Regions from separate parts of the Rattus norvegicus genome. Here all the other regions are linked to region 1. The links are chromatin contacts, called in public Hi-C maps. All regions are on one chromosome and are shown on one strand. Each heading gives the region's core, a stretch centred on a gene start, on an enhancer-like site or on the middle of the called end of the contact. The rest is flanking DNA. Distances are from core to core; before and after follow the strand shown.

The links. Hi-C and Micro-C count contacts between places; a contact is called where the count stands out from the background.
Region 2: a contact with region 1 is called in a Hi-C map of hepatocytes, with 2.4 times the contacts expected there. The contact joins the promoter of Mcu here to the promoter of Dnajb12 in region 1. A contact is called at or near these places in 2 of 12 Hi-C or Micro-C datasets (hepatocytes and liver).
Region 3: a Hi-C map of liver shows a contact between it and region 1, with 2.5 times the contacts expected there. The contact joins the enhancer-like site here to the promoter of Dnajb12 in region 1. A contact is called at or near these places in 12 of 12 Hi-C or Micro-C datasets (the A7r5 cell line, the Rat2 cell line, Schwann cells and 7 more) and 1 of 1 datasets of contacts at active chromatin or transcription factors (oligodendrocytes).

What each region holds. Positions count from the first base shown.
Region 1 is chr20:28,369,906-28,372,455 of GRCr8, reverse strand. It overlaps Dnajb12 (DnaJ heat shock protein family (Hsp40) member B12), which reads right to left and starts at 1,276. Exons shown (of 9, transcript NM_001013907.2): 1 at 1,022-1,276. The coding sequence starts at 1,154.
Region 2 is chr20:28,121,830-28,124,379 of GRCr8, reverse strand. It overlaps Mcu (mitochondrial calcium uniporter), which reads left to right and starts at 1,277. Exons shown (of 8, transcript NM_001106398.1): 1 at 1,277-1,433. The coding sequence starts at 1,287.
Region 3 is chr20:28,537,035-28,539,584 of GRCr8, reverse strand. All of the region lies in intron 7 of Ascc1 (activating signal cointegrator 1 complex subunit 1), which reads right to left. Among named protein-coding and RNA genes, the nearest start is that of Cox5bl1, 35 kb to the right of the region's middle. Within about 2 kb of position 1,279, at least 3 of the 93 cell types and tissues checked have an H3K27ac peak or open chromatin away from gene starts, as enhancers often do. A contact at or near this core is called in hepatocytes, kidney and liver, where this site is marked.

The DNA of each region.
Region 1 (2,550 bases), core at 27-2,526:
CTTCCGGACTGTGCAGGATCGGGTGGCAAAACATACCGAGAACTTTCTATATAGAAAAGCACTGCGGATATTCTTGTTTATATACATTATCTGTTCCAACTCCCTAAACTTCCAGATAGGGGAACCCAAGTTCACGATGAGACATGGGTCTCTTAATTCTGAAAGCCTGCTACACGTCAGAGTTTACTAACTTCACAGAAATAAATCCTGTATCTTTCTCCTTTCCAGCTGGTATTAAAATTTTCTTTGGGCCCTTAGGTTACAAACGCAAAAAGGCGGGGGGTGGGGGTGGGTACCAGGTAAACTGAGACGATTGAGTAGCAGAATCAAGATCACTATTCCTTGCTTGGTTTGGGAGGTCTCACCCCTAGGCTACTCAGCTACCTGGTACTCATCTGTCGTAGCAGTCCATAAGACCCCCTCGACCCGGGCCTGCTGAGGACGAAGGTAGGATGGGGTGGCTGAGAATGGGACCTTCAACAATTCATCCACTCCAAAATACCGCTTTCAAGAAACTGCAGGAAGGACTACGAATTGGAATGGCTTATTTCGCTAACGGTTCTCTGATTCGAGCGAATGAATTTCCTCCTTCTCTAGAACCCATTCTCCCTTAGAATAGTTATGTTTATTTTCCTGAACTATATTTCCCAGGCCGGCCACTGGCCCTGGGCCACCGAACAGCCTTCTGGGAAAAGTAGTTCGCTTTCTTTTCCACGTGAGTTCTCTTCACCGGGTCTCCTAGCACGTCTTCTTCCCAGAAGCCTCGTATTCCAGAGGCTTCCACAAGCACTGGAAAGCGGTTGGGAGCCAGGCCCTTCGGGGGTCTCCAGGGGGTCAGCATCGCAGAGACAGCGGCACCACAGGACTACGAATCCCAGCAGCACCCGCGCGCACGAGTGCGCAGGCGTAGCCGCGCCTCGCCACCCCTCCCCCCTCCGCCAACTGCTCCCGTCGGTCCGTTCCCGTGTTCCCCCGATCCGTGCTAATGCCCCCTTCGGTCTCTGCGGCGCCTCCCACTCACCGGTGACTCTTGGCGTCGGGTACAGCCGCTGCGCCTTCTCCAGGAAGCGCAGCGCCCGGTCGGGCTGGTTGCTTTGGATGGCCTTGAGGGCGATGCTGATACAGCGCTCGGCTTCATCCTTGTTGGATTCCATGGCGGAACCCGAGCACGGAACCAGGGAGGGGGAGGCCGGGCGAGCGAAGGGCTGCGCCAGCCGCCGGCGCGTCGCGGGGCAGGCCGGCGCGGAAGGATGACATAACCCTCCGCCCCTCCTTCCCGGGATTTGAGTGAGGGTTGAACCCGGGCGGAAGCCCTACCGTATGTCTCCTAAGAAAGGGGCGTTCGGTTCGGAGGCGCTATTGGAGCGCTAATGCTGAAGTTGAGTGTGCGCGCACATTCCTCGCGGCAGCCTTTGCGTTCCGGTTCGACTATCTGTTCATCGTACAGATGTTTACCGAATGCCCGCTATTTGTCGGATGTGGCAGTCTGTCTGATGTGGCAGTATTGTCAAAACAAAACCCTGTCCTCACAGAACTTTCGTGGGTGGGGTCCAGTAAACAGAAACATTCAGATAGTGACACAGTCTAGGCAAATATCGAAAAGTAGGGGGAAATGGAGGGGAGGGCTACCGTTTAAGATAGTTTAATATATCAGAAACTCATTTTACAGGCACCTGTGGACATGAACATGTGGTTGGAGGTAGGGTGGTTAGACTGGAGGAAATAAATGTAAAGGCTCTGAATGGGGATTTTCCTTGCGAGTTATTGCGGGATTAAGGAGGAGTTACAGAGTCACTACAGAGTCATACGACCAGTCAGAATGCAGCTCAGCCGACCTCCCACTAAAATGACAACAACCTTTAGTGAAGGTTGCCAATGACTTCCACTCAGGTACTGGCTATTTCTTAAACTACACCAATAAACCCAATGAAAGTTAAAGGGTGCAATGCGGCCTTTAATCCCAGCCCTTGGATGGCAGAGGAATGCTGGGAGTTCGAGACTAGCCTGGTCTACAGTCAGTTTCAGCACAGCCAGTGCTACAAAGAGAAACTCTGTCTCAGAAAAACAAACACAAACAAAAGTTAAAGAGCAGCTGTTATAGTCAGGTGAGACTCGGTGGATATATATGCATATACATACAGACACATAAAGCAAAAGAGGAAATTAAATAGTCACGGGGTGGGGGGTGAGGAAGTGGAGGGAGGGACCGAGCAGGGCGGGAAAGGGGGTGGGGAGGGTAAGAGGAGGGATCAAGTGTAGGGAGGACTGTCATAGCCTTAGCTGGATTAGAACCCCCTCTGTGAACGCGGCTCCATGAAACTTGCCGGGCTCCTTTTGCTCTGCCGTCCACATCCGCCTAAAGTCTGGATACGTTTTGAAAATTGTTTTTGCTGCTACGTGGATGGATGTTCTTCGGTGTGAGAGAAACAGAGGACTTCCGGCCAATGGCAACATTCTTGGCCCGAATATCCAGATAGAATCTCTGTGTACTTGGACTGGAGAAATGGGGAAGCCTGTGCGAAAGGGGCAGTTCATTGGAAGGAATATTAG
Region 2 (2,550 bases), core at 28-2,527, 250 kb after region 1:
TTTTGCCACTGCTCTGAATTGTAAGGTAAATACCTGTGCCTCATGATGGTCTTAGGTAACTCCCTAAGAAAATCTTTTGATCCCAAAAGGTTGCGACCCATAGGTTGAGAAACCTTGTCCTATGGAAAGTTGTGTTTTCAAGAGGAAGTGAATGAGGTCAATCTAAAACCAGGCATGGTGCGTGTGATCATATCACTCAGGAGGCTGAGGTAGGATGATTTTCAATTCAAGGCTAGCCTGAGTATGTAGCATGACTTAATCTCAAACCAAAAATCAGAACCGCAACAACAGAACAACAACAACAAAAAAGTAATTCTATGCTGGGTGTGAGCACTGGGGCTGGTGAGGTTGGAGGTGAGTTTGAGGTCATCCTGGGCTACATAGTGCATTGCCGGCCAGCCTGGGCAACATAATGACATCCTCCTCTGTATCCTGCCCCCGGACCCCCGCAAGAAAAGTTACTCTGAACTGTGTTCTACTTGCTAGTTTAGCAAAATTATGAAACTTGGCTCATCTTTAAATGGTTTTCTTACATTGCCAGCTTCTTCTGTTTCTGTAGTTTATTTAAAAAAAAAAACAAAACAAAAAACGAGACCAAGGTCAAATATAGTAAAGAACAGTGTTGCTTTTAGAGAGGAATGTCAATCTAAAGGTGCAGGGAAAAGGAATCAGATGTTTCAATTGTGTTTCAATTCTGTTCATTCAGCTCAATGGCAGGTACTCATCCTGGGAGTTTGAAGCTACAACCATTCTATTCTACCGTATATCATGTTATACAGCACTGTCATTGGATTACTTTACAATTCAGGGTTAGTTTCAGCACATCCAAATGCTATCTGGTATGGATGCTAACTTTAGGCATGCGGTTGAGAGTTGGAGCCAACCTACTTAAAATGACCAGTTGGGTGCTTATGCAGACAACTTAGAACACACAGAACTCGATTCCGAACAAGCTCTGCACAGCACAGATTTCTATTTCCCTAGTTCTCTTATCAAGTCACTTGGTAAAGATTAGCCAAATCGAACGTGCCATCCCTTACTGCTCCATTCCAAGAGGCTCAAGTGCCAGAGACCGGTCCCCTAGAATTTGACCGAAAGGTAACTCTGGAAGTGACAGACAGCCCGAAGCCGGGATTCTCCCGCCTTTTGATTGGGCTTCACAGGAAGCCCCGCCTCGGAGGCTTGACTCAGGGCTGCAGTTGGCTTGGTACGGCTGAGTGGCGGGCCTTGGCCACGCCCCGGCCGTCCGCTGCGCTGCCTGGGCCAGCGCCGTTTCCAGTTGAGAGATGGCGGCCGCCGCAGGTAGATCGCTCCTGCTGCTGCTCTGCTCCCGGGGCGGCGGCGGGGGCGCCGGCGGCTGCGGAGCGCTGACTGCCGGCTGCTTTCCCGGGCTGGGCGTCAGCCGCCAGCGGCCGCACCAGCAGCACCGGACGGTGAGCGAGCGCGGCTCCAGGGAGGGCGGGGCGGCGTGGGGAGCCGCGGGCAGGCCGGGGAGCCGGGCGACTTCCCTCAACTCGCGGCCGCCCCGGGGTGGCGGGCCACCGAGCCGCCGTGTCCTTCAACGCCTGCGGCGGCGGCTGGGAAGGCAGAGCGGGCGGGCGGGAGGCAGGAGAGGAGGAGGAGGGGCGACAGCAGGGATGTTCCCGCAGGACTGGGGACGCCAGGGCGGGGAAGGCACGGGACTTGAACCTCTCCCCGACCCGCCTCCGGGCTCCGTCCCTCCTTCCGTCGTTTCTGACAGCTTTGCTCCAATGCTCCCAAACTGAGCCCAGTGCAAGTTGTCCCCTTCTCTCCTCCTCTGGGCGGGTTGGGGCGTCCGGAGTTGCCGCGGTTGCCGGTGTGTCAGGAGAGTGGCAGTGCCATGCTGCTGGGAACTGTCCCCGGAGAGCAGCCCGGGACCCCAGGAGGCTTCTGCCTCGCCCTCACTCGTCCCCTTAGGAGCACGCAGGAAGGAAAATCAAACTTTATCCGTTCTCTGATCAGGTCCCTGCATGTGCGTGTTCTGGGAACCAGCTTCCTCGAGGTGGATGCTGCATTGCTTCAGGAGGCAAACACCATCCCCTCGGGTGCTTAAAGGTCCCGGTGGTCCCTTCGGAGGGTTGGCTTTCAGGCTGCACCGGTGCCCAAAGGAAGGGCAGCAGGCACAAGAGAGGCTGCAGGGCAAGTTGTTCACAGAGGCAGAGATTTGGTGATTCTATTAACCAGTTCTTGCCGGGTTTCATTGCCTGGCAAAGAAGGAATTCTGCCTCAACAGCCTAGGGGCGTGTGCATGTGTAGTGGTGGCAGTATAGTACTGGAGCTTGGCATCGAGTTCTTGACCTAACAGGTCAGAATGTTCTCTTCCTTTGGACTTTCGAGGCCCATTCGTGTTGGTCTCTGGCCAACTCTTGAGAGAACAAGTGTAGGATTAATTTTATAAGGTGAGCTTGTATAGTGTGCTGATGGGAAGCTCGCTGCAGCCGGCCCAATAGAGAAGGTGGTGCCTTTAGCCCATGCATCATGACCTGTCTTGTTCTGATTCCTTGTCTCCTAAGAGGAAAGGACTGGAGC
Region 3 (2,550 bases), core at 30-2,529, 170 kb before region 1:
CAGTTCTCTCTTGCTAGAAAAATTCTAAAAGATTCCTGGATAGCTCATGGGTTTTCCAACCAAAGTCAACACAGCTAGTATAAAAATATATATAAGAGCTGTGTTCATTCTCCAAGCAGCTCTCTCTGAGTAGCTTCTAGAAAAAAAGCACTTTATTTTTAAACATGAAAAATGAAGCTATCCAGGTGCAAATAAAGTGCTTGCTGTCTTCTAAGAATCAAGGGCCTAATGTCATGGAAGGTGGAGTCATGGGATAATCAAAAGGGAACCTGGAGTAAATAAATTTGTATGTAAATAAAAGTCTGGGCTTTCGTCTGCAAGAGGTGAGCTGTCTGGAGATCTCTGGAGAGTGAACACAGCTTTTTTAGAATTTTTTTTTTCTAGAAGCTACTCAGAGAGAGGTGCTTGGAGAATGAACACAGCTCTTATATATATTTCTATACTAGCTGTGTTGACTTTGGTTGGAAAACCCATGAGCTATCCAGGAATCTTTTAGAATTTTTCTAGCAAGAGAGAAAATCAGAGATCTGCCTCCTGCCTTTGTTTTTTTTGTTTTTTTTTTTTTTTTTTGTTTTTTTTTTTGGTTCTTTTTTTCAGAGCTGGGGACCGAACCCAGGGCCTCACGCTTCCTAGGCAAGCGCTCTACCACTGAGCTAAATCCCCAACCCCATGCCTCCTGCCTTTGTAAGCACAAACAATAAGTTTAGCTGGGTGGGATCCATCCTGAGATTACCATTCCCACTATGCCAACCTAAATTCATTCTGTCCCAGACTAACCTTGAACTCAGGAATCTGCCTGCCTTTGTATCTTTCTGACAAGCTGGTTCATAGTGCAGCTGCCTCTGTTCTTTTAGGTCTGTGAAGTCCCTCATATAATTCATATTGCATCCTTTCATATTGCATAGTTGAGAAATTATATATTTTTTTTGTTTTTGTTTTTAAAGATTTATTTTATTTATATGAGTACACTGTAGCTGTCTTCAGACACACAGAAGAGGGCATCAGATCCCATTACAGATGGTTGTGAACCATCATGTGGTTGCTGGAATTGAACTCAGGACCTCTGGAAGAGCAGTCAGTGCTCTTAACCGCTGAGCCAACTCTCCAGCCCGAGAAATTATATATTTTAAAACTCATGTTCTCAGAGTTTTCTACAGCCTTAAGGCCTGTCCCGAAGGTTACAGTTTGCCGTTTTTTGTTAAGGACATAGAGACACCCTCACCTCCTGGACTTGTGCTGTCTCTGATTACCATGGAGTTACTGATTACCATGGAGTTACTCTGGTTACCATGGAGTTTACCTACCAAGGATTACCCTTGGCAGAGAGGACATTCACCTCAAAGGAGGAACATAACGTAAAATATACAAACAAGTCTTACACCTAGCAACCATAACACTTGTGGAGGCCCATGCCTTGTTGGCTGTTCCAGGGTTGGGAAACACCATCCCTTCCAAATGGCCACACAGGACTCAGCACCAAAACAAACAAATGCAACTCTCCCATTTGCCAGTTCTCAACAGCTAGACTATATCTACTTCTTTTCTGTTTTGCCTTTGTTTTTAAATTTTATTTGTTTATTTACCTGTGACCATGGGTAGGCACAGTGTGGAGCTCAGAGAATAACTCGAGAAGTTGGTTCTCTCCATCCACCAGTGGGACCTAGGGATCTAACTTGGGTCTTGGTTTTTCAAAAGTCTCTTGCAGTCTAGACCTAGAACTTACACTGTAGCTAAGAATGACCTTGAACTCTACCTTGGCCTCCCTCCTGAGTGCTGGGAATACAGGAGTGTGCCTCTGTCCCCAGCAAAATCCTTTTAAGCATGTATTTAGATATTGCTTTTAAATTTGACAGGGATATTATTAGATTTCCTAATCTGAATAACCTTTGTATTCCTGACATAAACTAGCTTAGTCATCTCTCTATCCTCTGGTTTAAGAAAATTGCCCAATCAAGCATATTCTACTTCTTGCATCCAATTATTGATTCCCACTGCCACTGCTCTAATTTGGGCCATTTTGCTTCTCCCAGACTACTCTAATGGCTTCTAAACACCTTGCTCCTGTTCCTACAGCAATGGCTCCTGCTCCTGGCTCTCCCTTTCAGTTATGTGTGCAGCACATGACTTGCTTTAAATGCATATAAAGCTATGGGGAGCAAAATGGCATCTTTTTTTTTTCTTTTCTTTTTTTCGGAGCTGGGGACCGAACCCAGGGCCTTGCGGTTGCTAGGCAAGCACTCTACCGCTGAGCCAAATCCCCAACCCCGCAAAATGGCATCTTTAAAGAGTGGTGTCTGTACAAGACCCAGTCAGTCCCATTCTAGCATGAAGGGGGAAGGGTTCAGGAGTCCCAGCCCTAACTGAGGAGCCCTGAACAGCTGATGGTCCCTGGGGAAGGGAGAGTCAGAGCTCTTGGAATGGTGTAGCTACCAACACGTTGACCATGCTCCAGAAGATAGCCCTACACCTGGGGGTCTATGGGTAGCATAAACTGGACCTACTGGGTTATTTTTGAGAAAGTGGGGTGTGCTGGAAATTTAGCTCAGAGAT